Linked DNA regions of Mus musculus: regions 2, 3, 4, 5, 6 and 7 are each linked to region 1. The links are chromatin contacts, called in public Hi-C, HiChIP or PLAC-seq and promoter capture Hi-C maps. All regions are on one chromosome and are shown on one strand. Each heading gives the region's core, a stretch centred on a gene start, on an enhancer-like site or on the middle of the called end of the contact. The rest is flanking DNA. Distances are from core to core; before and after follow the strand shown.

Region 1 (3,716 bases), core at 794-3,293:
CTATATTACTCACACTAGCCTCAAATTTCTAGACCAGAAACATAACTCTAAACAATGGGTACAGAAATCATTTCAACCCAGCAGTTATTTTCTGAGCTCATTTAAGAATAGTATGTAAAGGGACAGGAGGGAGGGAGGGAAAGAGGAAGGGAGGGAGGGCAAGACAGGAGATGGGGGGGAGAAGGAGGGAGGGCAAGTAAGCATGGGGGCACGCATTAGGAGCGAGCCAGCTTACTGTTTAAGAGCTCTTGCTGTGCAGTCCATAAGGACCTCAATTTAGATGCCAGCACCCACAGAACAAGCTGGCTTAGTCTCCAACACATGTGTAAGTCCAGAACTGTATGTGGTAGAGACAGGAGATCCCTGAGGATTGTGGGCAGCCTGACTTGCCAAAAAATGTCAGGTCGTGGTTAAGGAAGACAATCTGTCAAAGGAATAAGATAAAATGACAGAGGACACCTGCTGTCACTCTCTGGCCTCTACATGCATACAGGCATAAATACACCACCCAGACATTATACACACTATATAAAGAACAGGATGACAAAGTCTGATGACGTTTCAGTATCTAGACTAGAGATGTAGTTTTATAAGACACTAAATTATGGAGAAAACATTAGGTTAAAATTAAGTATCTGGAAATAACTTGTTAGGATAATATGCAACTGTTCAATGAACAAGGTAAAACTGTATTGTTTTTTAAGCATCACTGTCAAGCATCTGCCTCACTACAGATTATGAAAATGAAACACATTTCTAGTATCTGTAAGAAAGGCGGATGTACCTTCCTACAAGTGAACCCAAGAGGATAACTGAGGTCACCTTACACATGGAGTATGTTCAAGAGTGTAAAACTAAACTATGTTCCTGCTTTTAAACGTCACTGCTGTACACTATTATCACCCTGACTTTATAAACAGCAGGGAAACACGAGGTAGGAAATGGCATTCTAAGTTCTCAAAAGGGGATGGGTGGGTGTTGGCTCATGCCTGAAATCCCAGCCTAGGAGGGAGTCTGAGTTTGAGTCAAACTTGGGCTGCATTTTAAGACCTAAGCCAGGCTGACCTGCGTAGATTCTCAATTGAATCCCAAATGTGTGTGTTTGGGGGGCGAAGGGGGGGGGCGGTGGAGAAAAATGCAAGCCCACAACCTCAGCACTTGGGAAGTGTTGACATGGATCAAAAGTTGAACTTCAAGGTCATCCTCTGTTACACAGCAAGTTCAAGGCCCCAAATGGAGATTTCGTATCAACCAAAATAAGAATTAAAAACTCAACCAAACAAAACAAATAACAAAAAACTCTTAAACGTGACCCCCCCCCCCAAATAAATGCGCCCATTGCCAGTAGGACAGACGATCAAGACCATGTAGCCCATGCTGAAGTTCATTCTCGCCTGCCCTGAGACAACTGCCCAAACCAATTGGCTGGCACTGGCCAACTGGCTCCACAGGTCTTTGGGATTTTGACCAGCTCTGGGCTGTCATGACTTCCCAGGGTCCGTGGAGCAGGTCTGGCCCCGGCAGCCGCGTACCTGCGTGCGGAGCTCCTGGTTGTCGCTCTCGGCGTTGCGGTAGAGTCGCTCCGTGTGCTGCAGCAGCTTCTCCACCTCCCGCACCTGCCTCCGGCAGCTCCGCAGCTCGCGCTCCAACTTCTCCACCTTCCGCCTGAGCTGCGCCAGCTCCGGCTCCGGAGAGGCGGGCGGCGGCGGAGAAGGCGAAGGCGGCGAGGGCGCCTCGGAGGCCATGCGGCCGTGAGCGCCGAGCCCGCGGGGCGCGGACCGGGCTGCTTAGGACGACACCGGGGCCCACTGGCCCAGGGGCCACTGGAGCGCGCGGGCTGCGAGGGGCGGCCTCACGCTCGGACGACCGCAGCGGGCCCCGGCCATGTCGCCCCCGAAGACGGCGGCCGGGACTGCGAGCTTGGGGACGAAGCCGACTCTACCCGGGCCGCGCGGACACCCGCCCGGTGACAGTCTCCGGGAAGCCAGCGGACGGGAGAACTAAAGCGAACCCAGCGGAAGCCTCTAGTTCCGGGCTGAGCCGGAAACGCTAAGCCGGAGGAGGGCGGAGCCAAGACGGAAAAAGGAAGCGACGGAAAGCTAGAAGGGTCTGATCGCGCTGGTACACGGGGCTAGGAGCTGGGTACAAATTGGTGTTTATGTGCCCAAACAACGGCCTGTGTTTTTACTTCCGATTGTTTCCCTTGTATTGTAGTGTAGGAGTTTGAGTCCGATTGGTGAAATGTTTCCCCATTCAAAATCGAGGGTTCTTCCAATGTACAAGTATTCTTAGAAGTGCACTTTGTAAGTTCGCCTTATAATGGGAACTTTAACATTGAATTCTCTTCCCAGACTAAAGGGATTCACACGACATAGCTTTGTTAAGAGCATGTCCTTTACATAGCTTTGCAAGACCATCACTATCATCTGTCCCGTTCCTGTTACTGGAGGACTACTTATGAGCTCTCCTTTAGTCTGTTACCATAAAACAACCATATAATCGCGATGGTTCTGTAGGATGCCTTTTTTTTAAAAAAAAAAAAAATATGAATAAAAAAACCTTACTTTTATACATAGTCAGTATGTGACCCAGCAAAGCCACTCCTGACTCCCAGTCAACATATCACAGAGAGACTTGGCATATTAATTATAATAGCTAAGTTACAAAACCCGACAAGGTGACTAACAACAGTGTTGTGAATTAAGGAAGATATGGCATATATACGCAATGTATTTTTAAACGATAAATTAAAATAAAATTAAGTTATTTGTAGCAAAATGGTTTATATTTACAAATAGATATATCTGGAGATACGGAATTAAGCCAGTTCCAGAAAAGCAAATACCATGTGTTTTCTCTTACACATGGTTCCTAGGTTTTGTATAGATTTATAAAATCATTTATCTATATTATCTGATCTGCTAATAGCATAAATAGATAAGGATAAAGATAATTATTTTTATGACATGAGAGTAACAGCAACTGTGTAGGGGAAGAGAAGAGATTAGTAAGGGGGAGAAATGAGGCCAAGGTAAAGGAAAGAATATACTTAATGTAAAAAAAGTATGAAAATGCCCTTATGCGACACAGTACTGTGTACAGTGAATATATACGATGGGGCTTTTTAAAAGACTGAAGAGAAGTATTTATTTTCATTTTGTGAATTTTTCCAGTGTTCGGCTACAAAGGTTAAATAAAATCTTTACTCAAAAGTACAGAGTCACATGTGGTGATACAAGCCTGTGATTCAAGTACTCAGAAGACAGAGGCAGGTGAACTGACAGCCTGTGGCAGAGCAAGTCCCTGGCCTGCCAGAGCTGCAGAGCAAGAAAAGCTGAGGCAGGAGGATCCTGGGTTCTTGTCTGGCCTAGGCAACATAGCAATATGCTGTCCTGAAGAATAGCAACAATCTTAGTAAGAAACAAAGAGTTAGGCTTGGGTTTAGCTCAGTAGTAAAGCTTGTGTTAACATAAGTGAGACCCTAGGTTTGATACCCAGTACCAAAACACACATAAACATGTGGGAAGCCACATGTGCCGTTGCCAGGTGGCACTGGCTACTGCTGGCTACCACGCATAAGTTTTGGGCAAACAACCAATGTGTACATATGCAGTAAAGTTTTTTGCCAAGTCACTGCCTGGCCCGGACATGTTAATGAGGTACTGAGAATATAACCAATCAGATGTGAGACATGCAAATGAGGTATGTTAATGAGG
Region 2 (3,716 bases), core at 714-3,213, 1.9 Mb before region 1:
ACTTTGAGCACCGCAAAACGCTGAAAAGTAAAATTTCATACTTACCTATGTTGCCAGAGCACACAAGGCAAACAAAAGCAGATCAACTTTGATCGGTAAGACAACAATTTTCAGTACATAAACATGACACCCTGAAAGAAGAGCTAATGTCTGGGCAAGCTACTTTAGGGGGAGAGTAACATTCATTTAGTTTAAGATTACAGAATACCTGTTTTTCTAAATGCTTTTATCTCTACCTGTATTTTTAGTAAACTGGGTACTTTTTGGAGGGGTAAAAAAACTCAAAACTTCCCAAAGATCCATCGCTGAGATAAGTAAAGAAAGCCGATCAGGAGCCCTCCTGTTCTTCCTTTTCCCGCGGCTAGAAAAGAAGACACTTCGCAGACCCCAAACCCAGGCTCCAACACTTGGCAGTGAGACGTGAAAACTAGGACCGCTGCTCGGACTCCGCACTCACCTCCTGGATGCGCCTCCTGGCCCGCTGAAGCACCTCTTCATAGCCCTTCTGCCGCAGCTCGCTGAGGCTTTCGTAATACTCCTCCGGATCATCCGTCTCGGTGAAAAGAACCTGAGAAAGGATCTTCCAGCCACACGTGTCCAGGCCGTGGCCCAGGTATACCTGGAGTTGGTAACATAGAGCGTCGATCTCCTGCTCGGTCATCTCGGGGGCGCCCCCAAACAGCACCGTCCACATGCCTGACGGCTCTTCGGGGAACACCGGCAGACACGGCTCCAGCTGGGAGTTTACCGAGCACAGCTGCTGATGCACGGCTCGCAGATCCTGGAAGGAGAAAAGCCCGGCCCAGCTGCATTCTTCGGCCGGAGACTCCAGCTCCGCGGCAGACGGCGGCTGCTCCGAGTCCGGGAGCGGCTGTGGCGCCTCGTCCTCCCTCACCATTTCCAGGACCTCGATCTCCTCGGAGACCGCCCCGGAGGCACTCACCACCCGCACCGACGACACCGGGGGCACCGGGGGCGCCGGCGGGGCTGGCGTGGCACTGGCGGTCGCATCTCGGGATTCGGCGCTTCTGCGGAGCGGGCTGGCCTTAGCCCGCGCGGGGCTACGGAGAGGACTCTCCGGTCCTCTGCCCGCGGGACCCCGAGGAGGATCCCCCTTCAGGCTGCGCGCGCTGCGCGGAGAGCCGCCCTCGGCCCAGGCCTGGCTTTTCCGTGGCCCGGGACTCCGGAGCGCTGCTGTAGCAGAGGCAGCGGCCTCTGACCGACCCCTGGCCGCGGGGCTGCCCGGACCGCGACTCCCATCAGACGCGGGCGTCCCCGCCTGTTCCCGGGAACCGCTCCTCTGTCTCTGGGCCGTCCGGTTGTGACAGGTTATAGCAAACTTGCCTTCGATCTCGTTCCAGGCCACAATGAACACAAACTTGTGCTTCTCGCGCTCGTCGAATACGTGGGGCCGCACCGCCACCCAGTCGGACTCGAGTGTCTCCTCCAGCGCGAACGACATGGTAGCTCCGGTGCCCGGCGAGGGGGGTCGCCCGCCCGGCCGAGTCTCCGCGGTGGCCGCGCCCCCAGCTCACCCTTGCGGGGCGCCTGCAGCCATCTTAGCGCGCCGGCCGCTCACCCACCGGCTCCTTTGTGGTGCGGCTCTCAGAAGAGACAATACGCGGCCCGGAGCAGGTAGTTCACATGGTCACGTGCGGCCGGATCTGTTTACAAGCCGCTCGCTGCCGCAGCGCAGGGCCCTGGGCCGCCGGACCGGCCTGCGCGGAGCCGCGGGGCTGCGTGCTGAGGCGCGCGTCCGCCGCTCGCCCGCCGGGGCCTACCTCCCCGCCGCCCCTCTGCCCCCGGCCAACAGCGCCCAGCCAGCCAGAACCAGAACCAGAAAGCAGACTCCTAAAGCGCTAGTCTCAGCGTCGCCACAATGTTGCCATTCGGCTGTGACGTCTGCGGCTCCACGAGGGACGTAAACACGGGCACGTGCGGCACGCTGCTGACGCGGCGGCGGCAGCAGCGGCAACGGGAGCGGCGGCGCGCGTCCCGCCCGCCCGGCGGCGCCCCGCCCCCCTCCGCGTCCCTCCAGCCGCGCCTGCGCGCCGCCGCGTTCCTGGCCCCAGCCCTGCCCCCTTTTTCCCGGCCCGGAGTCTGTGGCTGCGGGATGACGCTTTTCTGCAAGATGAGAGACTGGTGTGCCCGGCCGCACAGGTTGCTTTGAACCCCCGGCAAGAGGAGCAAAGGCAGAGGGACTCTGAGACTTTGTTCAAGGACCTTGATGTAGCCCTCCTTCACCCTAAGTGAATCTGGATCGCCAACTGTGTTCAGACGCGTCCTAAACAGTCCGGGAACTCTGCCTTGCTTTACAAGGCTAAGCCAAAGGGTTCCATTCTCCCCTGACATCCTTCAGACACAATTTAAGTTAGACATGTATGCAAAACAACTCAGGAGAATACGAAAACAGTAGGAAAATTCAGTCACGTCCTAAAGAGCGTGAACATTTGTCTCAATTTATCCTTCTTTTATTGCTTCGGCTTTCCTCGTTGTGTACTGTTCTGAGAATCTCTTTGGGCAGTCACTGCACTAAAGTTTTGACATTGTATTCAGTTATCAGAGTTCCCAGAAAGCACAAACAAAAAGTTTTTATCAGCCTGGCAAGGCAGTGCATAACTATAATCCCAACACTTGGTGAGTAGAGGCAACCAGATATGGTAATTCAAGGCCAGCAGGGGCTACAAAAGACCTTGTTTCAAAAACCAGCCAGAAAAATCCAATTATTCATACTAAATTGTGTTGAAACATTCCTAATATTGTCTAGTAGGTTTATAATCCACTTTATATTATTGGCGTCATCTTTCCTGTCAGTGTCTAAGGCATCAAGCAGGCACTAATGTATAATAGGAATTAGTTCTTTTACTTTAAGCCACATTTCTAAAACGTGTGAAAATCATCTGAGTCACCCTCACGTTGTCAGCTACACACAGTTTTGTATTGGCCTGACATCTAAATTGATAGTCAAAAGTTTTAGACCTATCTCTTGGCTGAACTTTTTTTTTTGTTTTGGTTTTGGTTTTTTGGAGACAGGGTTTCTCTGTGTAGCCCTGGCTGTCCTGGAACTCACTTTGTAGACCAGGCTGGCCTCGGACTAAGATATCTGCCTGTCTCTGCCTCCCAAGTGCTGGGATTAAAGGCGTGTGCCACCACCGCCTTGCTGAACATTTTAAACTTTAAACATCTGCTTTGAAACCCATGCCTACTCTTGGACCAAACACACACACACACACACACACAGCAAGATTCAGAAAAAGATAAAAATGACTTCAACCTTTTGGAATTCTTATAATGAGCTGCATATTTTCAAAGCTTGTACATATGTGTCAGCTCTTCCGTGCAAATCAAAAGCACCTTTGAAAACGCTGGGAGAGACCCAAGTATGGTGGCCCACTCCTTTATTCCACAACTCAGTAGGGAGAGACAGTCAGATCTCTGGGAGTTCATAGCCAGCTGGTCTACAGGGAGAGGGAGAGGGAAGAGGGAGGGAAGGGGAAGAGGAGGAAGAGGGGAAGGGAGAGGAGGGAAGGAGAGGGAGAGGAGGGGGAGGGGAGGAGAGGAGAGGGGTCTGGGGTGTTACTCAGTGCTTGGGGTACTTACAAAGCACTCATGAAATCCTGAGTTCAATTTCCAGCAACACAAAAATAAATAAAATGCTAAAGGAAAGAAACCCACTGCAAATTGGAGTCTTCAGCAAGTAACGTTACAGAAAAATT
Region 3 (3,716 bases), core at 541-3,040, 1.8 Mb after region 1:
TCCAAAATAGGGTGACAGTACCCTCTTAGTTGTGCAAATTATAAGCAAAGCATTAGCCTTTCTGTGGCAGAGAACCCCCGCTGTTTCTGCTGCATCAGGGCCTCTTCCACTGAACCTTCCACAGCAAAGAGCCTAAAACACCCACCCTTAACTTTGTTTTGCATTCCCTGGTCAGCTGTTTGGTGTCCTGCAGGCAAAATCAAGTTATAGCTATATGCACCAGACACAGAGAAGAAGTGAAAGCAGGCGACACAGCTAGCACCAAATTACAGTTCCCAGGGGGCAGACCCTTCCGCCCAGGTCTCAAATCGAGAGGGCAGAGGGGGGATCCCATTCAAATACCGTCCCAAATACAATCTACCCTGCAACCAATAAGGTTAGCACAGCCCCTGTTCTTGGCAAGGGTGCCTACCTATGGCTGGCACTCTGTGCCCAGAGAATGCCCGGCTTGACAGTTAAGTGCTAAATGAGGCAAGGGTTTTTAGGAAACCTATTAGAGAGGAAGACAGAGCAACTACTGCCAAGTGTTGGGAAAACAAGAAGAAAAGCAGATGTTACTTAAGAGCCACTTGAAAGGCCATTTGGAAAGACTAACATTTGAATACCTAACATTATTAGGTATGGAACATAGCTCGGAAGGGGGAGGTCTCCTATAAAGTTTCAACTTAAGGTTTCCCCCATTCCCCTGACTACCACCCCAGAGCTCAGAGGTTTAGAACTCTTACTCTCTTACAGAGGACCCAGGTTCGGCTCTCAGCACCCGCATTAGGGGCTCACTCCAAAATTTCATGCCCTGGGCATCTGCAGGTATCTCCACACATGCGGTACACATAAATTCATGCAGTCATATACACTTAACGAAAAAAAAACTGAAGAGACTAAAGATATCTGAATTGTTGCCACATACGGAGCTGAAAGCGACACTGGGGATACCTAGGGCCCTTAAAAGATCCGTATCTAAGGATGCACTCAGAGGAGGTTCACTCTGCAGGCTAGGACCTTGTTCCCTCCCTATCTTTGGAGTCATCTCAACTGCCCATCTGAGGCCCAACAAACTGACTCCAGCAGAGTCACGGGTTCCATTGTTATTCTGTTTTGTTTTGGTTTTTGGAGACAGGGTTTCTCTGTATAGCCCTGGCTGTCCTGGAACTCACTCTGTAGACCAGGTTGGCCTCGAACTCAGAAATCCACCTGCCTCTGCCTCCCGAGTGCTGGGATTAAAGGCGTGCGCCACCACGCCCGGCCGTTGTTATTCGGAACCCATCCTAAGTAGGGTCCCTGAGCACCTAGGGCGCGAAAGAAGAAGCATGAACAGGTCAAGTCTTGGGCTTCAGTCTGCAAAGTTTGGACCTAAGTTAGACTGGCTAGTCATGCTGTCTTCCAGTCCTGTGAGACCCAAGTAGCCCGGCGATCCTTCTCTGTGCCCAAGGTCCCCTCCCCGCTGGGTGGGGCTGCTCACCGCCGAAACGCCTCCTGTAGCAGCGAGCAGGAAGGGCCCGCTGTGGAATTGGGACTGTGGTCGATGCTGAAGTCCTCCGCGGAGATGTACAACAGCCGCGGGAACATCTGCACCGAGCGCGGGAAGGGCCATAGCGCAGGTTGCAGTCGGGCCGGGGCCACTAGGGCCAGCGACACTAGCGACACCAGCGCCTGCAGCAGCAGCAGCCCGGGGGCGCTACGCGGGGACTGCGGCATGACTGCTCCGCGAGTCTGGCTAGGCAGTCTTTGGACCAACCTTCCAGTCTGGGTCGCTGGGAAGAAAGCATCCGTGCCCGGGTCACCAAGTCAGATGACCGAGCTCCCCGCCCGGGCTCCGCCTCCGAGAGGGGATTGGCCCGGAAATTGGGGGCAGGCTCGGTGCAGAGGCGGTCGCGCTCTAGCCGGGATGCTGGGGTGTGGCTCACGCCTGTCACGCCTGAGGAACTTGTTTGTGCAGCCCACTGACAGGCAAGACCTGTCTCTTCCTCCACTCTTCAGGTAGTGTTTTTGTCACTAAATCTGACGGTGGTGGACTCTGATTGATAAAACCTCCCGAGTCAGAATTCCCAGGAGTTGACTTTGGAAGTAATGGGAGGTTAAAATTTATGCATGGAAAAAAAAATAGATAGGGGGAGCATTTAAAACTTGGGATAGACGCGATGGACTACATAAATATTAAAGTGATACAAAGAGAATATTTCTGTAGTGGAGATTAATGTCGATGTATAGTTTTCCAAGGACCTTTATAACGATTAGCTAGGGCGAACGTGCATATGTGTAATCAGAGATTACAGTATGTCTAATCACAGGAAGGCAACTTAGTAAGTAAATAGATGCTAGAAGATTGCTGGAGAGATGGCTCAGCAGTTAAGAACTCTGTTCTCAAAAAGAACCGGGGGGGGGGGTCAATTTCCAGCACCCACTTGGTGGCTCACAACTGCCAATAACTCCAGTCCCAGGGAATACTTCACCCTTCTGGCCTCTGAGGTTACCAGGCACGCATGTGGTACACAGATGTACATACAGATAAAACACCCATACACATTGTGGGGGCTATTCCCGGTTGTCATCTTGTCTATATCTGGAATGAACTACAATCTAGAATTAGAGGGCTCACCTGTGATCCAGATCTTGAGGCTGGGAGACACAAGATTCTGACCTAGATCTTGACACAGAGATCTTGAGACATAGTGGCCATGAAAAGCTTAGGCCCAGGCTAGGTAGGACACACCTTTAATCCCAGGAGAATGAGGCAAGGAGAGCTTTGAGTTCAAGGTCAGCCTGGAACAAAGCAAGTCCCAGATCCAAGCCTGTTGGTATTTACCTTATAATCTGGGCCACACCTTCTGCTGAGGCCTACATAAGGACTTTGGAAGAAGGAGGATTCATTCTTCGCCTGCTTGCACTTAGTTGCCAACACATCTGTTAGAACCTACTTCTGCAGAAGACCAGCTGAAACAATGAGCCTCGTGGGCCTGAGCAGCTACTAGACTCTTGGACTTCCTATTCACAGCTGACCATTGTTGGGTTAGTTGGACTACAGGCTGTAAGTCATCACAGTAAATTCCCTTAATATTTGGAGACATTCTATAAGTTCTGTGACTCTAAAGAACCCTGACTAATACACACACAGGAAAAAAAAATTTTTTTAAAAAAAAAGAAGACTGCTAAGTAGTTCAAAAATTGGGTTGTATCCTACAAGAGCACAGAAATATAACCCGAATTATATCTAGTATAACCACCCCTAGATAAATAAAAGAAGGAATAATAATATTCCACTTATAATGAGGGCAACTTACACAGTAATTTGTGACAGGCCTCTGTATGTAGTATTTGGAGATAAACACATCTAGACACAATCGATATCACCAGACCCCTGTCTCTTCCCCTCTCTTAGAACTACCATCCAGGTTTCCTCTTCTAGCTTCATTTTCTACACTGGATGTTTACAAAGACTTTTCTGGCAGCTCTCTTTTGCACTGCTTGCTGTGCCTGTGTGGTTTGGGTTTGTCTGGATCCTCTTTTTTCCTTGTGTAAATGAGAACCTGCTTGATGTTTTGCTAGGGCATGCACTTGAGAGAGCACATGGTGTAAACAAGGGCTCAGGGCCAGCTCCTTACAGGAAAATGCATGTCTATCCTAATAAAATCCCAACCCCAGTCAAGAAGCTCAATGTCACAGCTTCTCCTTTAGGACAAAGCTAGTGAAGGCCCATAAGCAGCACGCAGCATGGAGAG
Region 4 (3,716 bases), core at 584-3,083, 1.7 Mb after region 1:
CGGTTTCCCATTATGTAAATTGGGAATCCCGTTAGTATGCACTGGAGAGATGATTGTGATAAGTTAATCTCCACAAAGAATAGCAGAGCATAGGGCAGCTCTTGGCAGACAGAAACACCGGTTGTCATTTTACCCGTTAGGAATTCTTCCCCAGGGAACCTGAAGGGTTCGATTTTGGGCCACGTTTATCAGCAACCATCAAAGCCCAGTGCATGGAGGGTTTCCTAACTTAAGATAGCTTAGGTCATCCAGACGTGTGAAAGTTAGCACTTCCGGTCTGGGCAGATAGAATGCCAGCCACGTGAAGGAAGGCAGGTTTAACTGTGTGCAGGTGGTCACTTTTTGGGCCTAGAGGAGTAGTTCTTTTGATTTCTATCTCAGTGAGCAGGCTTTGGGGAGCTAGGTGTTCCAGGCACAGGTTCCCACTGATTGATAAAATAATTTAAAGCCCAGCCACACTCTGGCTAGGTTTATAATAATAAGTCTTTACTGCAGCACCTGGGGGGGGGGATGCCAGAGCCGGAAAAACAAAAGTAATTTTACAAAGTGGCCACTGGGATTATCCTGGGGGCTCCTACTTGCAAACAGATCTAGAAATGATAATCCAGGAATTATATAACTTTACTCATTCATGATTAGCTATGGTTGGAATCCAACTATTCAAAATTCTTGCTTGGATATTAATTCATTGTTAAATTCCACTAAAAATAGTAAATGTATATAACTCAAGATTTCTAGTAATAATTTATTGTAAATAAACACAACAGATGTAAGGTTGATTGTGTGCAACTGGAGGTAAAAAAGAAAAAGCCTTTATATTTAAAAAAAAAAAGGGGGGGCTTAAATAGATCTATATGAAAAAGCATTCTTTGAAGTTACCAATTAGTGAATCTTTAAAAGGTCAGTGTTGTGATTAGTAATACTTCCCAGGAATAGGAGTAATTTTAAGCTTTTCTGAATAACTGAACCATAATGCCATTGCTATTAGATGAATTTCTCAGAATTTAAGGGCAAAAAAAAAAGTCTTAAAATCCAAAATTATTGCTGTGCATCTATATTTCTACTACCGCATATATTATTTAAAGAAAAAAGAATTATCATCCTTTAAATGCCAGTGAACTTATTTTTCTCGAGTACTTAGCAAAAGGCCCTGGATCCCGTAAGGGATGAAGTGAGGGAAGGGGGAGGAGAGGATGGCGCAGGCTCTCCGGGGTCAGATTAGCTTGTCACGTAGGAAAGGTCAGCGCAGGGCCGCGATGGTTCCTTATCTCAAGGCATAATCTGGGCTGTGGGGCTTGTGCAAATTCTTTTCTCCGGCGCGCTCCTGGGGGGCAGTGGGGTCTGGTGGTGTCCGGGGTCGGGTGGGGTGGGGTGGGGTGGGAAGCCGGCGTCCCCAGGTTTGCAGAGCATCATCTCCTTCCCCACCGGGAGGTCCGGAGGCCGCACCCACCCGGGCGATTTTTCCAGAGGCCCGAGGCGGGGATGCCGCGCAGGTCGACCTTAAAGGAGCCGGCTCGCTCAGCGCGAGGCCCCCGCGGCTTACTCGCTTCTATTCCCGGCTAAGCCAAGGTCACTCTTTAATACGGCCCGACCGAGCGGGCGTGCTGCGGGCGGCGACGGGCGAGCGAGCGGGCAGCGCGCACCTGCGGGCGAGCGGGCGGCCGCGGCCCCGAGGCGGGGCGGCTCCCGGCGAGGAGGCGCCGCGGCGCACGAGGCCGGCCGGCCGGCGGGGCGGGGGGATTCGCGGTGGGCGCGCCGCGGCGCTAGTGCGTCACGCCGGCGGAGGGACGGTGGGCTGCGGACGAGCCGCGCGTGCCGGGGTCGGCGGCGGCAACGGCGGCGGCGGGGAGCGGCCGCTCGGTCATTCGCGCTCCGCCTTCGGGCCCCCGCGGCGCGGCTGAGGTGAGTGCGCGGCGCGTGGCGTGCGAGGCCGAGCCGCGGGGCGGCCGCGGGCTTCCTCGGGTGGCGGCGACCCCAGGTGCGCCGGCCTCCATTTTGTGTGAGGGAATGTCGCGCTCGCCCTCCCGGGGTCGCGGCGGGGACGGCGGCTGCCGAGCCGCCCCCTCCCGTGTCCCCACCTGGGATCCTCCGGGTAGCGGGACCCGCGCGGCGTGGGGGTGGGGCTCGGGCTCGGCCGCGCAGCACCTCCCTCTCGGCTTGCTCGCCCGACCCGGACTAGGTATTGTATGGAGTCCTCGCTTCTCTTAGAATTCGGGTCACTGCTGTTCCGTCCCAGGGTTCTCAGCCGCCCATCACGCAGAGCTTGGAGAGAGAGAGAGGCCTGTGCCACCGGAGATGGGAGGATGGAGCGAGTCCGGGGTGGCTAGTGGCTCCGGGATCTGGGTCGTATTTTACTACGATTATTGTGCATGGGCAAGAATGACGGAATAGATGAATCCCTTCTGGGAATTTACGCGGCTATCTTATCAAAAGTAGACTCTAACGTAACCACCTGATGCCGGTCTCCCTTTCCCCTTCAGTCGGTCCTTTTAAAAACCCAAATTAAACCGCGGTTACGAGGATTTTGTAGGGAATTGGGAGGGAATTGGGAGACACGCAGCTAAAAGATCACCCAAAGGAAGAGTTTAAATGTAATTCTCTCAGAACTGTGAATGGCTCATTCCAAGATTCTTGAGTATATAGTAATTCTTGTTTAAATTTGTTTTGTAAATGGGCTCCATGCCTTGGGTATTTTATCATTGCATCACAGCAGGGATTAACATCTGGATCGCTGGTTGTTGCATAATACACACATGTGAGCCCTGGAGGAAAATCTTCTAATGGCTCTGGATTTGTTGTGCTTTAAATTTTATTTATTTATTTTCATAAAAGCACATTGTAGGACGTATGTATAGGTACATCTGTTCAAACCATGTCTTGTTCTATGAAGTAATTACAAGGATTATTAATAGTTAGTATGAAATAGATTTGGCTCAAGTATTTATTTACTTACTTTTAATCGTTGCTTCTTTAGAATAGAGGACGTGGTGAAAGGAACCTGAGGGGAGTTCACTAGTAATAAAACTTCAGTACAAATGATGGCAGTCATGCATAGAAATCGAGGGGCTGTCATAGTGGATTCATCTTTAAAATTTATGAGGAGGATCGGGTTGGTGAACCCAGATACAACCCCTATGTGAGTCACCTGCCACTCCAGTGATCATCAATTAAACCTGGACCTGTGTATTTTCTTGGTTCCAAGAGATTTGTTTCTAGTTATTTTGATGCTGTAGGTCTTTTCCATCCTTCAGTAGACTGAGTCCAGTGAATGACTTGACGCTGATTTGGAAGGGGAAAAACAACTTAATGGCTGAATATTTTTGAAAGTAAAAGTTCCCCCATTACCCATGTGAATAAATGAAACTTTAAAAAAATTAGCTAATTGTCTATAAACAAATGGTATTATTTTACGTGCCATCCCTGCAGAAATCCATGCTTCCTATTAATGATGCTTGTTCCACAGTCAGTATTACAGAGGGGAAAGGCCCCTCAGATACTTAATTAAGTCTTAGTCTCTGTTTAGGGGATTCAAGCAATGAAAGACTGTCAGCCAGGGGGCCAGGACCAGTTTAGACCTATTAAAGGGAGATGAAATATCTCCTTTCACTCGAAATCAAACAGATTCATACTTTTACATTGAGCTTGTTAGTCTGTCGGGTGGCGTAGTTCTTAAACTTGGGGCAGTTTGTGTTTAATTGAGGAGTCTGGAAGTGATG
Region 5 (3,716 bases), core at 554-3,053, 1.6 Mb before region 1:
TATTGGTAGCCATCCTAATTATAATCTATTCACACAAGAAATGAAAGCCAATAAGCAAAAGTTTGAGTACTACTTAGTAATTACAAGGGGGAGATGGTAACTCTGCAGTGGAGACCTGATGCCAGTAACACAGGGGTCCCACAAAAGAGCAAACCAACACTGTTCCTCTCTGTCTGAGGTACCAGGCATCACCCCACATCACCTTCCTGTACTCTTGTACGAAGCTGTTGCCTGAGTGAAATCCAAAGGAAACACCAAAGGAACACCAGTAGAGAGATTTTTAAAAGAACCACGCACAGTATGCATGCCATAGGTCTTCAGTATACAGATGAAAATCAGACTTTTCCCACCTGCACATTGCCAGGGCACCCCCAGCTGACATGCTCAGTTGAAATGCAGGGCACGGGGATTTTGGTGGGTGCTTAGTTCCAGGAGCAGTATTACTGGAGGCTGTTTGATGCTTATCAAGGGCAGGGAAAACCTGGACCTTGGCCTGGGACTGTAATCCCAGTTCTGTCAGTGGGAGATGAAGAGGCAGGAGGACAGAGAGCTGGAGGAGCTATCCTGGGGTACATAGTAAGCACCTGCTTAAAAACAAAAAGGAGAGGACTATAGAAAACAATTATGGAGTAGAAGAATATGCAGAGACCACACTATCCCCAACACAAAAGCGAACAAACAACTCTTCTAAGATATTGTTTTTGGGTTTAAAAATGCCAAAATTTAAAACTTTCTGGCTATATTTTACTAAGGATAAGTAGTAGTTATCTACTTCAAAGAAAACTCTTATGTATGTTAAGAGGGAAACATATATTCAAGGATAATCTTTTTTTAAAAAGGAAAATTTTGGCCGGGCGTGGTGGCACACACCTTTAGTCCCAGCACTCGGGAGGCAGAGGCAGGCGGATTTCTGGGTTCAAGGCTAGCCTGGTTTACAAAGTGAGTTCCAGGACAGCCAGGGCTACACAGAGAAACCCTGTCTCAAAAAAAAAAAAAAAAAAAAACCACACACACACACAAAAGAATTTTTTTACTCTCACACAAATCACAAATGCAGAAATGAATACATCATGTGATTTCATCTAATTTATTAGTGAGAAACCGATAAGAAATTAAAATTGGTTATAAGGAACAATACCACAAACGCCCATCAGCCAACCGCATGGAAGTCAGTTGAGTACATCAGCAATAATTACTTTTCAAGGGTATCATTCATCCAGAGCTTCTAAAGCTGTAAAGTAACTCCCACGGACTCGGCCTCAGCCAGAGAGGGTGTGTCCTTCAGGCAGCGCACATTTTTTCTCTCTCCACCTAACAGTTATCACTCATCTCTAGACATTGAGTAAGCAAGTAGACAGTCTTAGGTGGGCATACCCCGAATGTCTTGAAATGAAACTTCACCATTTCATTTTAGATTCTGGGCAGACAGAATGAATGTGTTTGGCCCACTGATGATGGGAAGGAAGTGGCTTCATGGGTACACACTGCACAAAGGAATCTGAAACACCATCTGCACCACCTCTCTTCTCTCATCTGTAATGGTCCAAACCATTACAGGGTTTCTTCTGGGGATAAAAGGAGCGCTAACTATAGTGCTTAGCTGTCAAGTTTGCGGCTAGATTTAATCAGATAAAGGTTGTGAAACAGCTTTGGAACTTGTGGCTCTCGAGTTCATGGCTAAAATAAAGAACGGGCCTCTGGGCCTTGGAAGGACCGGCTGAGTTCGCCCGCGCGCTCTGTGCGGCTCCTCCCCCGGCCCCCGCGGGAGGCGGAGGCCGTGGACGCCGGCCCTCCCCAGCCCGCGGCCCGCCCAGGTGGATGAAATCTTGCTGGGGAGCCCGGCCGCTCAGTTCCCGATTCTGTCGGGGGTGCCCGCAGCACGGGCTCTGCAGGCTGCTAAGGATGGGCAAGCTTAGCCCGTGCACTGGCAGGAGCCGGCCTGGAGGTCCCGGGCCGCAGCTGCCACTCTTGCTGCTGCTGCTGCAGCTGCTGCTGCTGCTGCTGTCGCCGGCCCGGGCCTCCGGAGCTACCCAGCCTCCGCATGTGGTCTTCGTGCTGGCGGACGACCTGGGCTGGAACGACTTGGGTTTTCACGGCTCGGTCATCCGCACGCCGCACCTGGATGCGCTGGCGGCCGGCGGCGTGGTCCTGGACAACTACTACGTGCAGCCGCTGTGCACGCCCTCGCGGAGCCAGCTGCTCACCGGCCGCTATCAGGTACTAGGCGGCCTCCAGCCCCGCGTGACCCCGCGAGCCCGCCAGCTCAGTCGGACCGCGCTCGACAACCCTGGCTTCCCCAGGCTGCTGCCTAGGGCCACTGCGCATGCCTGACTTCCTCCTGGTGGCCGAAGGCAGGAGTGGCTTTCGTTTTCTCTAGGTCAGAGGAGAGCGGGGTTTCTGGGATCTCGAGGTGCTGTGTCTGTGAACCCCCAAAGAGAAGGATAGACGAGGTCCTGAGGAGAAAGGATGGAGAAGAAAAGGGAGGCCCAAGGAGCTCCAGAGGGCCATTAAAGTGAGAGGCTGCACTGGGACGGACCCTAGTGACTGACGCGGTGTGTCATAGATCAGGAGTGACCTACTTGAGCCAGGAGGATAGGAAGCCATGTAGATGGGAGTTTCAGAGATTAATTTAGAAACACTAAAAAGACTTGGGATTGTTGACAAGGGACGCATCACCCGAAAAGCCTTCAGTGAATGAGCGTGGGGGTGGGGTATGTGAAAGATCTTAAGCTTTCTCTCAGCCCCTGTTGTACCTGGGAGTCAGGCCACAGGTGAGATAAGGTGCACCCCAGGCTCCTATATCTTTCCTTTACTAAGTTACCCCCTTGCCTATAACTATGCATATGTCAACAACGTGGAAATTCCAGCACCCACGCTCAGATCCTCCGCTGTGCATGGCTAACAATGGAAGTCATTTCCAGGTTCTCCGTACCCCTACAATGAAAATAAGGGTGCTGATATTTCTTCTACCTTTGAGGGTGAATCCAGCCCACATGAGTCTCTTCACTGCCCCTTTAGAGAGTATGTCCCCCACAGAGTATGTGTATGTTAAATGACTGGGAACAGTAAGAACGTATCTTGTAGTGTTTTTATTGTACTGAAACGTTTTTAAAAACCACTTTATGAGGTAGTTATCTTGAACGCCCTTTACAGGCGAGGAGATAGCTTGCCTAAATTGGATGTCAGCGGGGGAGTCACACGGCTATAAATTGCAATCCTTAGTTTCCTGCACCTACTCGTCTCAGACCTATGAAATTAGGCTCCCCTCAATCCAAGTTTGGTGGGTTTTTAAAATCCTGATGTGATTATGATCAAATTAAATTTAATAACTTTTAGTGGTTACTGATATTCTCTGTCTCTGTCCTTTCTTCCCTTTCTCCCCTTCCTTCCTTCCTTCCTTCCTTCCTTCCTTCCTTCCTTCCTTCCTTCCTTCCTTCCTTTCTTTCTTTCTTTCTTTCTTTCTTTCTTTCTTTCTTTCTTTCTATCCTACACACACAGTCACAGTCTTCTGGCCTTTCTTCATACAGAGATTTAGACAACATGGTGTTAGTATGGCTCTCGATACAAGTCAGCCAAAGATGTCAGATAGCAGATACTCAAGGAAACACGCGTTAGCAGTAAATATAAGTGTGATGCACTCCACTGTGTAATGGGTTATAAGTGTTTATTCAGCAAGCATTTTGAGCTTACTGCCCTCCTACATATGTGTCTACAGA
Region 6 (3,716 bases), core at 729-3,228, 1.2 Mb after region 1:
ACAAACAAACAAACAAAGAATAGTCTTTAATAAAATGCCAGGTCCAAATGCCCAGTTGCAAAAAACCAAAAACCAACAATTAATTTCTTACTTCATTCTACACACTAAAGTAAACCCCATATTTTACAAGATCTAAAAATTAAGCTAATGAAAATGAGGAGCACTGCACAAGGATTAGAAAAGGCCCTATGTAAGACAGACAGCTGGACAGCGGCCATTTTTATTATGAAATAAAGAAAGCTTGTACCCTTCATTCCGGCATGGCTACTGCAGGGCACTGCTTTCTGCTAACAGTAATAATGCAAACCATAATTTCTAATGTGGTAATCTAATCACTAGACAAAAATCTTCCTGTACTTAAAATATCTTAGCCTCTAGTACAAAGGACCCATGCAACGGAGGCAATTTCTCAAACATTAACACTAAATACAAGGAAGCAATTTTCAACTGAGCAAGCAGGAGCTGGGTGTTGGTGGTCACAATTACTCAAAACCTAAATGAGTCACCAAATAAATTGAAGGTTCTTTTTAGAAATTAAACATAACACTGTTTCTGTGATTCTAAATTGCATTGTGAGGTGAGTTCCTCAATATTTACAACCACTTTCTTTAAGAGCAGTGATTCTAAAACCTAGCACAAGAATCAGAAATTCTATTCATATCTGACTTAGTAAGCAAAGCAAACTATCTAAATGCATACTCTTGTAATTTACAAAGTGGTTTGCCCTCTTCTCTCTCTCTCTCTCTCTCTCTCTCTGTGTGTGTGTGTGTGTGTGTGTACATATATCTCCTTGGGCTATGTTTTAACACCCTGATAAGGTATTCTTAAAATCTTTATCTCTTAAGGTTTTATTCATTTGAATATCTTTCAGTTATGTTTGTCATGATTTTACGATGGAAAATCATTTGTATCTGACATACAGTAGACTTAGATTCTACTGCATTTAGTCTCCAGGAATGCTTCTACACAAGAACTTCTCAGGGCTACTTCCTGTCATGTGGAGTGTAGGACTCTTCGATTGCTCCCAGAGTTTTTGTTTGTTTTGTTTGTTTGTTTTTTCTTAGTCATTGTGCCTTAACACCCCACCCTACCCCCAAACACTCAAAATTTCTTACTTTTCCATCTGGGTAGCAGGTAGAAATTCTTTCTGCAGTTAAATAAGGAATTTCAAAGTTGGAAATGATCAGGAATTTGATAGCTACCTATTGCCTAATTCCTTATTATTTAGTAAAACTCGCATTTTGATCTTAATGATAGAAAGTTTCTATCCAAGTTATCCTGTCTTCCGGGGAGGAAAAAGATGGTTAACATGGGTCTCCGGGGAGATACTTGTTCACAACTAAGAGAAAACTTCAGGATATAATATGACCCTAATTTCCTTTTTAAGAAGTTCTTTAAACGTTATTTGTTCTCTGACAACCTCAACATTAATTGCACGAGATAAAAATTCTATAAATTAACAGTGAGAAAATAGTCTGAAGGAATTCTTCCTCCAACAGCAGTAAACGTCAAATATTAAGTCTACTTCCGAAGACATAGACAGTAGTCCTTCGGAATTAACAGTGACGGTTTTAGAGAGGAAGCAAATCTTCAGTTTGCGACTGGAGAGATCATAAACTCCTAACCTGAGTGAAGCGACGGAGTCCCTATCATTTTTGCCCAGGCAAGTTGCAAAGATGTTCCCGGGCTTTCCGGAAAGCAGCGTCGCACAGCCCACCATCCTCACCTGAGGGTTCTCACGTCCCGGCTCGCTGGCTCGTCACAAACACGCAAGGCAGAATCGGAAGCCAGGCTGGACGGAAAGGGGCACGCAACTCTCAAAAGAAGCCCACTTGCCTTCAGAAGGTTCCCCTAGGCAACCAGCCTTTAGGCGCGCCCAGGACACACACCAGTTGCCTAGGATTGCGACTACAACTCCCAGGAGGCTGCGCGGCGGACGGAGCGCCAGCCTTCCCAGAATGCAGCGCAGCGGCTTCCCTGTTCAGCTTTCTCCTCTCCCGGCTCCGCCTCCTTCCCTACCCGTCGTCACCCGGGAGGGCCGGAGGTAGGGAGCGTCGCGAGCCGCCGGGAGGGGCCCGGGGCGGGGTGGAGGGAGGATGGGAGGACGGAGGGGAGGGAGCTGAGAGAGGAGGGAGGGTAAATAGTGGACCCGGCAGGAAGATGGCGGCTGTAGCGGAGGTGTGAGTGAGTGGATCTGGGTCTCTGCCGTTGGCTTGGCTCTTCCCGTCTTCCTCCCCTCCTCCCTCCCTGACTGAGGTTGGCATCTAGGGGGCCGAGTTCAGGTGGCGGCGCCGGGCGCAGCGCAGGGGTCACGGCCACGGCGGCTGACGGCTGGAAGGGCAGGCTTTCTTCGCCGCTCGTCCTCCTTCCCCGGTCCGCTCGGTGTCAGGCGCGGCGGCGGCGGCGCGGCGGGCGCGCTTCGTCCCTCTTCCTGTTCCCTCACTCCCCGGAGCGGGCTCTCTTGGCGGTGCCATCCCCCGACCCTTCACCCCAGGGACTAGGCGCCTGCACTGGCGCAGCTCGCGGAGCGGGGGCCGGTCTCCTGCTCGGCTGTCGCGTCTCCATGTCGGATAACCAGAGCTGGAACTCGTCGGGCTCGGAGGAGGATCCGGAGACGGAGTCCGGGCCGCCTGTGGAGCGCTGCGGGGTCCTCAGCAAGGTGAGCTGCCCCGCGGGGACCGTGGATCCGCTGCCGGGACTCACCTGCCGCGAGGCGAGGGGGAGCCGCTCGGGACCTGGGGTGGGGCTGGACTGGAGGCACCGACTGTCCCGGGGCGGGGGCTGCGGAATGTGCTGGGGTGCGGGGCCGAAAGGTCGTCTTGGAATGAGTGCCTGGCCAGGGATGGGATAGGAGGTGCTTGGGACTGTCCTTACCGCTAGCCCCCCAATTCCTGGATCCTGTCAGCTTTGGCGGAGGACCTTGGAAAGCTTGTATTAAATCCGTGATCTAGTTCGGGAGGCAAGGTGCATCTGGTAACTTGGAACCCAAGGCCGCAGCTGTCTGGGGTGTAGGAATCTGGGTTGGGCAACCCGTGGTGTCTGAAGAAGTGCTGGGCAGGAGGGCGGTGAAATCGACCTTTCAGACTGTATTTTGGAGGCCCCTACCAGAATGGGGGCAGGTGCTGTTCGGCTCTTAATTGGTGTAACTTAGGCAAACCAGTTGACTGGGTTTGGCCTTGAAATCTGAGATAGTAAACTTTGAGGTGTGAGTGATCTTTGGTGTAGGAAGCGTGTGCGGCACTTTTGTACCTTACCCCCTCCTTGTCCAAGTTCAGAAAAGAGCTATTGAATTGGCAAGCTGTGGATAAGAAATATTAATAGTAAGTTGGAACGTGTCAGAAGGAAGACCGACCTTTAGTTCAGGAAAAGGAGCGTTATTTAGTAATGCAGTATTTGTACAGAAAGGAAAGACATTTTTTGTTTTGTTTTGCCTCTGTACTTTTAAAAGCACCGTTTCAGCTTTCTTTCTTTCTTTCTTTCTTTCTTTCTTTCTTTCTTTCTTTCCTTTAAGCCTAGATAGAATTTATAGGGCTGGAAATAAGTGATCTTGTTAATATTTCACAGTGTGTTGTATTTTACGTTTTTGTTGTGGGAAGACTCAGTCTTTATGACTTCCCAGTCCTTTCCTGTTAAACTTTAAGAAATGCTTAGAGCAAGCAGTTAGTTTCCAGAGGGAGAATCAGGGCTGGTCCCTTAACAAGCTGGTCATAAGATAC
Region 7 (3,716 bases), core at 550-3,049, 1.0 Mb after region 1:
TCCCTTCCTCCTTCCTTCCTTCCTCCCTCCCTCCCTCCCTCCTTCCTTCCTTCCTTCCTTCCTTCCTTCCTTCCTTCCTTCCCTCCCTCCCACCCTCTCACATGTTCCCAGCTGGCCTCTCTCCTCTTCTCCTCTTCCCCTCTTCCTCTCTCCTCTCTCTGTTCCCCTTTCTCTGCCTCTACCCCCTCCCCCAGGTCCCAAATAAACTCCCTTTTATACTTGGCCTGTCACATGGGTTGGTTGTTCTGGGGGACACCTTGGCAGGGCCCGTTGAAATGCTCCCTTCCACCACCCCTGCCACCACCTCTGCCACCACCACCCCTGCTCCTTTTATAAAACACAACAGGGTCACCATGTAGTATTCAACTGAACAACAATTATTAGAACGAAGTATAAAATTATTTCTAGTGGTAGTAATTTGTCTTTTAAAATAAGCTTAGGGGAGGAAATCAACACAGCTAATGCCAACAAAAATTTTTTGTGATCTTCTTCGTTATCATTCAAATATAAGAGCCAGTGAAATGGCTCAATGGGTAAAAGCACTTACCACCAAGCCTTATGACCTGCGTTCAACCCCCAAGTCAGGTCACACGTGGTGAAAATAGAGACTATTTCCCCTCACCACACACACACACACACACACACACACACACACACACACAGAGAGAGAGAGAGAGAGAGAGAGAGAGAGAGAGAGAGAGAGCATAACTTTTAAAAGATAATAAAAGTCTAACTCTTGACAAACAGAAGTAGGTGAGGCTGCAGCTGTGCCACTTCCGTATACAGAAAAAAGAAAGTGACATCATGTAGGTTACAAAAGGGGTGGGGGGGATCGAACAGATTATTCTTTTCTAGTCTGGGGTCCGAAATGTCTGTTTTAATATATTAACTCATTTTATCTCCCTAGACCGTATTATGTGGGTAGCATTACCGAAGGTGTTAATGAGTACTTACTAAAGCCAAGTTTTAAGTTGTAATTGTGTTCTGTCTTTTAAGGTCGCGATATTCCACCAAAAGTTTCTGTTTGCAGCTTACAGCAGTTAGGTCATCAGTAAAACTTAGGCTGGTTAGACTCAGTCATGTTGGTTTAAAGTAGCTGCCAAGGGCTACTTTGGGAATTATCTGTTGGGTCTGTGATAGTAAACAATTTTACAGTATTAAATTACGTTGCTATGGATTTAGAAGTGAATTACACTGGATTCTCCCTGTTTAGCCTTCTGTATTTTATTTTAGCTGAGATGTCACCAAAGTTAGGATCTATGTTTAAATTTTTGAATACCCCACACAGAATAAACCAAGGGAAATGCCCTGGAGTTGCAAGTCAAAAACAAACAAACAAGCAAACAAAAAACAAAAAACTTAGGCTGGCAGTTTGTTATACCCTCATCCTCATAATTACATTATTCGTTAAACTCCCTAACCCAAAACTAAAGAAATCAATAGAGGGCATCGGACATTTGTGTTTTTAAGAGAGCAGCTGCCGGGCCAGTGGCCTTGCGGCCTGTTATCTGTGCATGAAACGAAATCTCGAGGCTTTATGCCTATGTCATCCTCATTGTTGAAAATAAACAGCACTCAGCTTTCACAGATTTGCGAAGATAATTAAATTTGTCTGCAGTGCCGCCCCGTAGTAGTCCTCAGGCACAGAGCAGCACCGAGCATGCGCTCTGTTCTGGGAACTCTGGGCCGGCTTTTGCCTGTAAATCTCCTACTTCCGGCTTGTCCCGCGGAGATACCTTGGGCTCCGCCCACTTACCACGGACCAATCAAGTTTAAGATTGCTGAAGCTGTGGACCAATAGTTAGGGCTGTCTTTCATCAGGGCCCTCAGTTTGAAACTGTCAAGTGGCTGCTAGGGGAGCCGCTGTGCTTGCTTTGGTTGCGGCGGCGACGCCGTCTGTCGCAGCGAGTCAGGAGCCGAGGTTTCGCCGAGACGGTGGATCCCGGTGGCGGCGCCCAGGCCGGTTCCTCCCTGGCAGGATTGGGAGCATCGTCCCTGGAGGTGCCAGAAAGAGAAGACACAAGTGATGCGAACTAAGTAGGTCCTGTTCTTTAGGACGTGGGGACATAGCCAAACAGAACGTTGTTTTTTATTAAGAAAGAATTAGATTTAAATGGGGCCGGATTGGAGGATGGTGAAAGAAAACTTGGAAGGGCCTGGTGCTCGCCCTCTCTTTGCGTGCAGTTAAGACGGGAGAAGTCACCTTGCGGCCAGCTACACGTTGGTTCGTTCTCCGCCTCTTAGAGATTGCGTTTGAATTCCCCGAGTCCGCTTTTCAGTTAAGTTGTACCAGTAGCAAAGAGAAGCATTCAAAGTATCTTGTGGTTTCAGCTTAGGTTAAAGAGTGCCGAGAATGTAGTGGAATGGTGCGTGTCACCCTCTAAAGCACCATTCTTCTGAACCCAGAAACTGAAGAAATGCTACTGTTTTCGTCTCACGTTATTTCTCCTGCCTGTTTGCAAAGAGCAGGGATAAATGGCAGATAACGTATTTTCCAAAAGTCCGATCGCTTTCTGACCGCAATATGTTTTTAAGAAACAATTTTGGCGTCTGATCATACCAGCTCATTTGTTACTAAAATAATCCACAATTCCCAACTCTGGTTGCCTACCAGGTCTGCAAACAAGTCATAAGGGAAAATGTAATTAAAATTAAAACGGATCAAATTACCACAGTGGTTGATTTGAGACTAGTGAAGTGTTCATTCTTCGATGCAGATCCATGCCTATTTTATCTTCCCTGCATGGCTTAATGAAAGACAGTCACAGCTCAGACTTAGTTTACTTATCCTCTGGAACCATACCAATGCTGAATAAAAGAGAAATTCCCTTTGCACAATTCTGGCTGCACCCTGGCTTTCTATTCTGTGGTTTTCCCTGCATCTCTCCCTTCTTCTTCAGTGTCTTTATCTCAATTGTTTTCTTAGCAAACTATAATTGAGGCCTGCTCCAGGGGCAGCTGAAACTGTCACGGGTGTCAAGGCAGCCTCCTGATCTGCATGCTGGGGGCCTTCCTTGCCCCCTTCTGGCCAGTGACCCTCATACTGCTCTCCACACAATTCCGGTGTTCTGGCTGCCTCCCATCTTTCTCCTGACACTTCACTGTTCCTTAAAAGCTAGCAGTTTTAGGTTCCTCTTCTCAGAGCAGTCCTCTGTTAGGATTATGAACTCCTTTGAAATCATGTTTGAATCTAAAAATCCTTCTAGAAAATACATATGTTTATATTCTAAAAGTGTGTGCAGTTGTGTTTGGTCTGCAGGATAGCAGTTCTTTTACCACAATGGGGAATCCCATCCATCCCCATTTCTTTCGTATTACCCCAAGAGGTCAATGCCTCCTCAGTCTAAATCTCCAGCCTATGCTTGTAATACAGGCAAAGGCACATCCTAGCCATTGTGAATTCCAGTGCTCGGAGCTGGGTGCTGAGTAGCCAACGTAGTCACATAACCGCTATCCTTCTGTAACCACAGAATTCAGCAGATTGATTCCCAGATCCTGCAGATGCCTACATCTACAGATGTTCAAGAGAACTATATAAAATGGCATAGTGTAGCCTATGACATATACCACCCTTCACACTTTAAATTATGTCCACTTTACATAGAACCCTAATATAGTATAAATGCTAGGTAAGTTGTTATTGCACAGAATTGTCTAGGGGATGGCGATAAGAAAAGTCTGTGCATGTCAAGACCAATGTGATTTTAAGAAATACT

Evidence for each region. Promoter capture Hi-C pulls out the DNA fragments that hold promoters and counts their contacts. A called contact is a pair of places that touch in the nucleus more often than the background predicts. HiChIP or PLAC-seq counts read pairs in DNA pulled down with a chosen protein or histone mark.
Region 2: an H3K4me3 HiChIP or PLAC-seq map of embryonic stem cells shows a contact between it and region 1, with 5 read pairs. The contact joins the promoter of Jmy here to the promoter of Aggf1 in region 1.
Region 3: a contact with region 1 is called in a Hi-C map of B cells, with 7 read pairs. The contact joins the promoter of Hexb here to the promoter of Aggf1 in region 1. A contact is called at or near these places in 2 of 39 promoter capture datasets (liver and neutrophils) and 1 of 484 Hi-C or Micro-C datasets (B cells).
Region 4: a contact with region 1 is called in a promoter capture Hi-C map of embryonic stem cells, with 2.1 times the contacts expected there. The contact joins the promoter of Fam169a here to the promoter of Aggf1 in region 1. A contact is called at or near these places in 2 of 39 promoter capture datasets (embryonic stem cells and hippocampal neurons).
Region 5: a promoter capture Hi-C map of pre-B cells shows a contact between it and region 1, with 3 times the contacts expected there. The contact joins the promoter of Arsb here to the promoter of Aggf1 in region 1. A contact is called at or near these places in 4 of 39 promoter capture datasets (3T3-L1-derived adipocytes, the C10 cell line, liver and 1 more).
Region 6: a promoter capture Hi-C map of pre-B cells shows a contact between it and region 1, with 7 times the contacts expected there. The contact joins the promoter of Polk here to the promoter of Aggf1 in region 1. A contact is called at or near these places in 10 of 39 promoter capture datasets (the 3T3-L1 cell line, 3T3-L1-derived adipocytes, the C10 cell line and 6 more), 5 of 484 Hi-C or Micro-C datasets (B cells, CD4 T cells, embryonic stem cells and 2 more) and 1 of 115 datasets of contacts at active chromatin or transcription factors (stem cell-derived neural progenitor cells).
Region 7: a promoter capture Hi-C map of liver shows a contact between it and region 1, with 9 times the contacts expected there. The contact joins the promoter of Poc5 here to the promoter of Aggf1 in region 1. A contact is called at or near these places in 6 of 39 promoter capture datasets (the 3T3-L1 cell line, embryonic stem cells, liver and 2 more), 5 of 484 Hi-C or Micro-C datasets (CD4 T cells, CD8 T cells, LSK cells and 1 more), 1 of 115 datasets of contacts at active chromatin or transcription factors (fibro-adipogenic progenitors) and 1 of 9 other capture datasets (liver).

Annotation. Positions count from the first base shown.
Region 1 is chr13:95,373,314-95,377,029 of GRCm38.p6, forward strand. Aggf1 (angiogenic factor with G patch and FHA domains 1) reads right to left here and starts at 2,044. Exons shown (of 14, transcript NM_025630.3): 1 at 1,533-2,044. The coding sequence starts at 1,745.
Region 2 is chr13:93,497,845-93,501,560 of GRCm38.p6, forward strand. It overlaps Jmy (junction-mediating and regulatory protein), which reads right to left and starts at 1,964. Exons shown (of 11, transcript NM_021310.3): 1 at 458-1,964. The coding sequence starts at 1,462.
Region 3 is chr13:97,196,567-97,200,282 of GRCm38.p6, forward strand. Hexb (hexosaminidase B) reads right to left here and starts at 1,791. Exons shown (of 14, transcript NM_010422.2): 1 at 1,460-1,791. The coding sequence starts at 1,695.
Region 4 is chr13:97,069,810-97,073,525 of GRCm38.p6, forward strand. Fam169a (family with sequence similarity 169, member A) reads left to right here and starts at 1,834. Exons shown (of 13, transcript NM_001100458.1): 1 at 1,834-1,902.
Region 5 is chr13:93,769,876-93,773,591 of GRCm38.p6, forward strand. It overlaps Arsb (arylsulfatase B), which reads left to right and starts at 1,804. Exons shown (of 8, transcript NM_009712.3): 1 at 1,804-2,217. The coding sequence starts at 1,903.
Region 6 is chr13:96,540,601-96,544,316 of GRCm38.p6, forward strand. Polk (polymerase (DNA directed), kappa) reads right to left here and starts at 1,979. Exons shown (of 15, transcript NM_012048.3): 1 at 1,727-1,979. Cert1 (ceramide transporter 1) reads left to right here and starts at 2,135. Exons shown (of 18, transcript NM_023420.2): 1 at 2,135-2,659. The coding sequence starts at 2,564.
Region 7 is chr13:96,386,495-96,390,210 of GRCm38.p6, forward strand. Poc5 (POC5 centriolar protein) reads left to right here and starts at 1,800. Exons shown (of 13, transcript NM_026173.3): 1 at 1,800-2,037.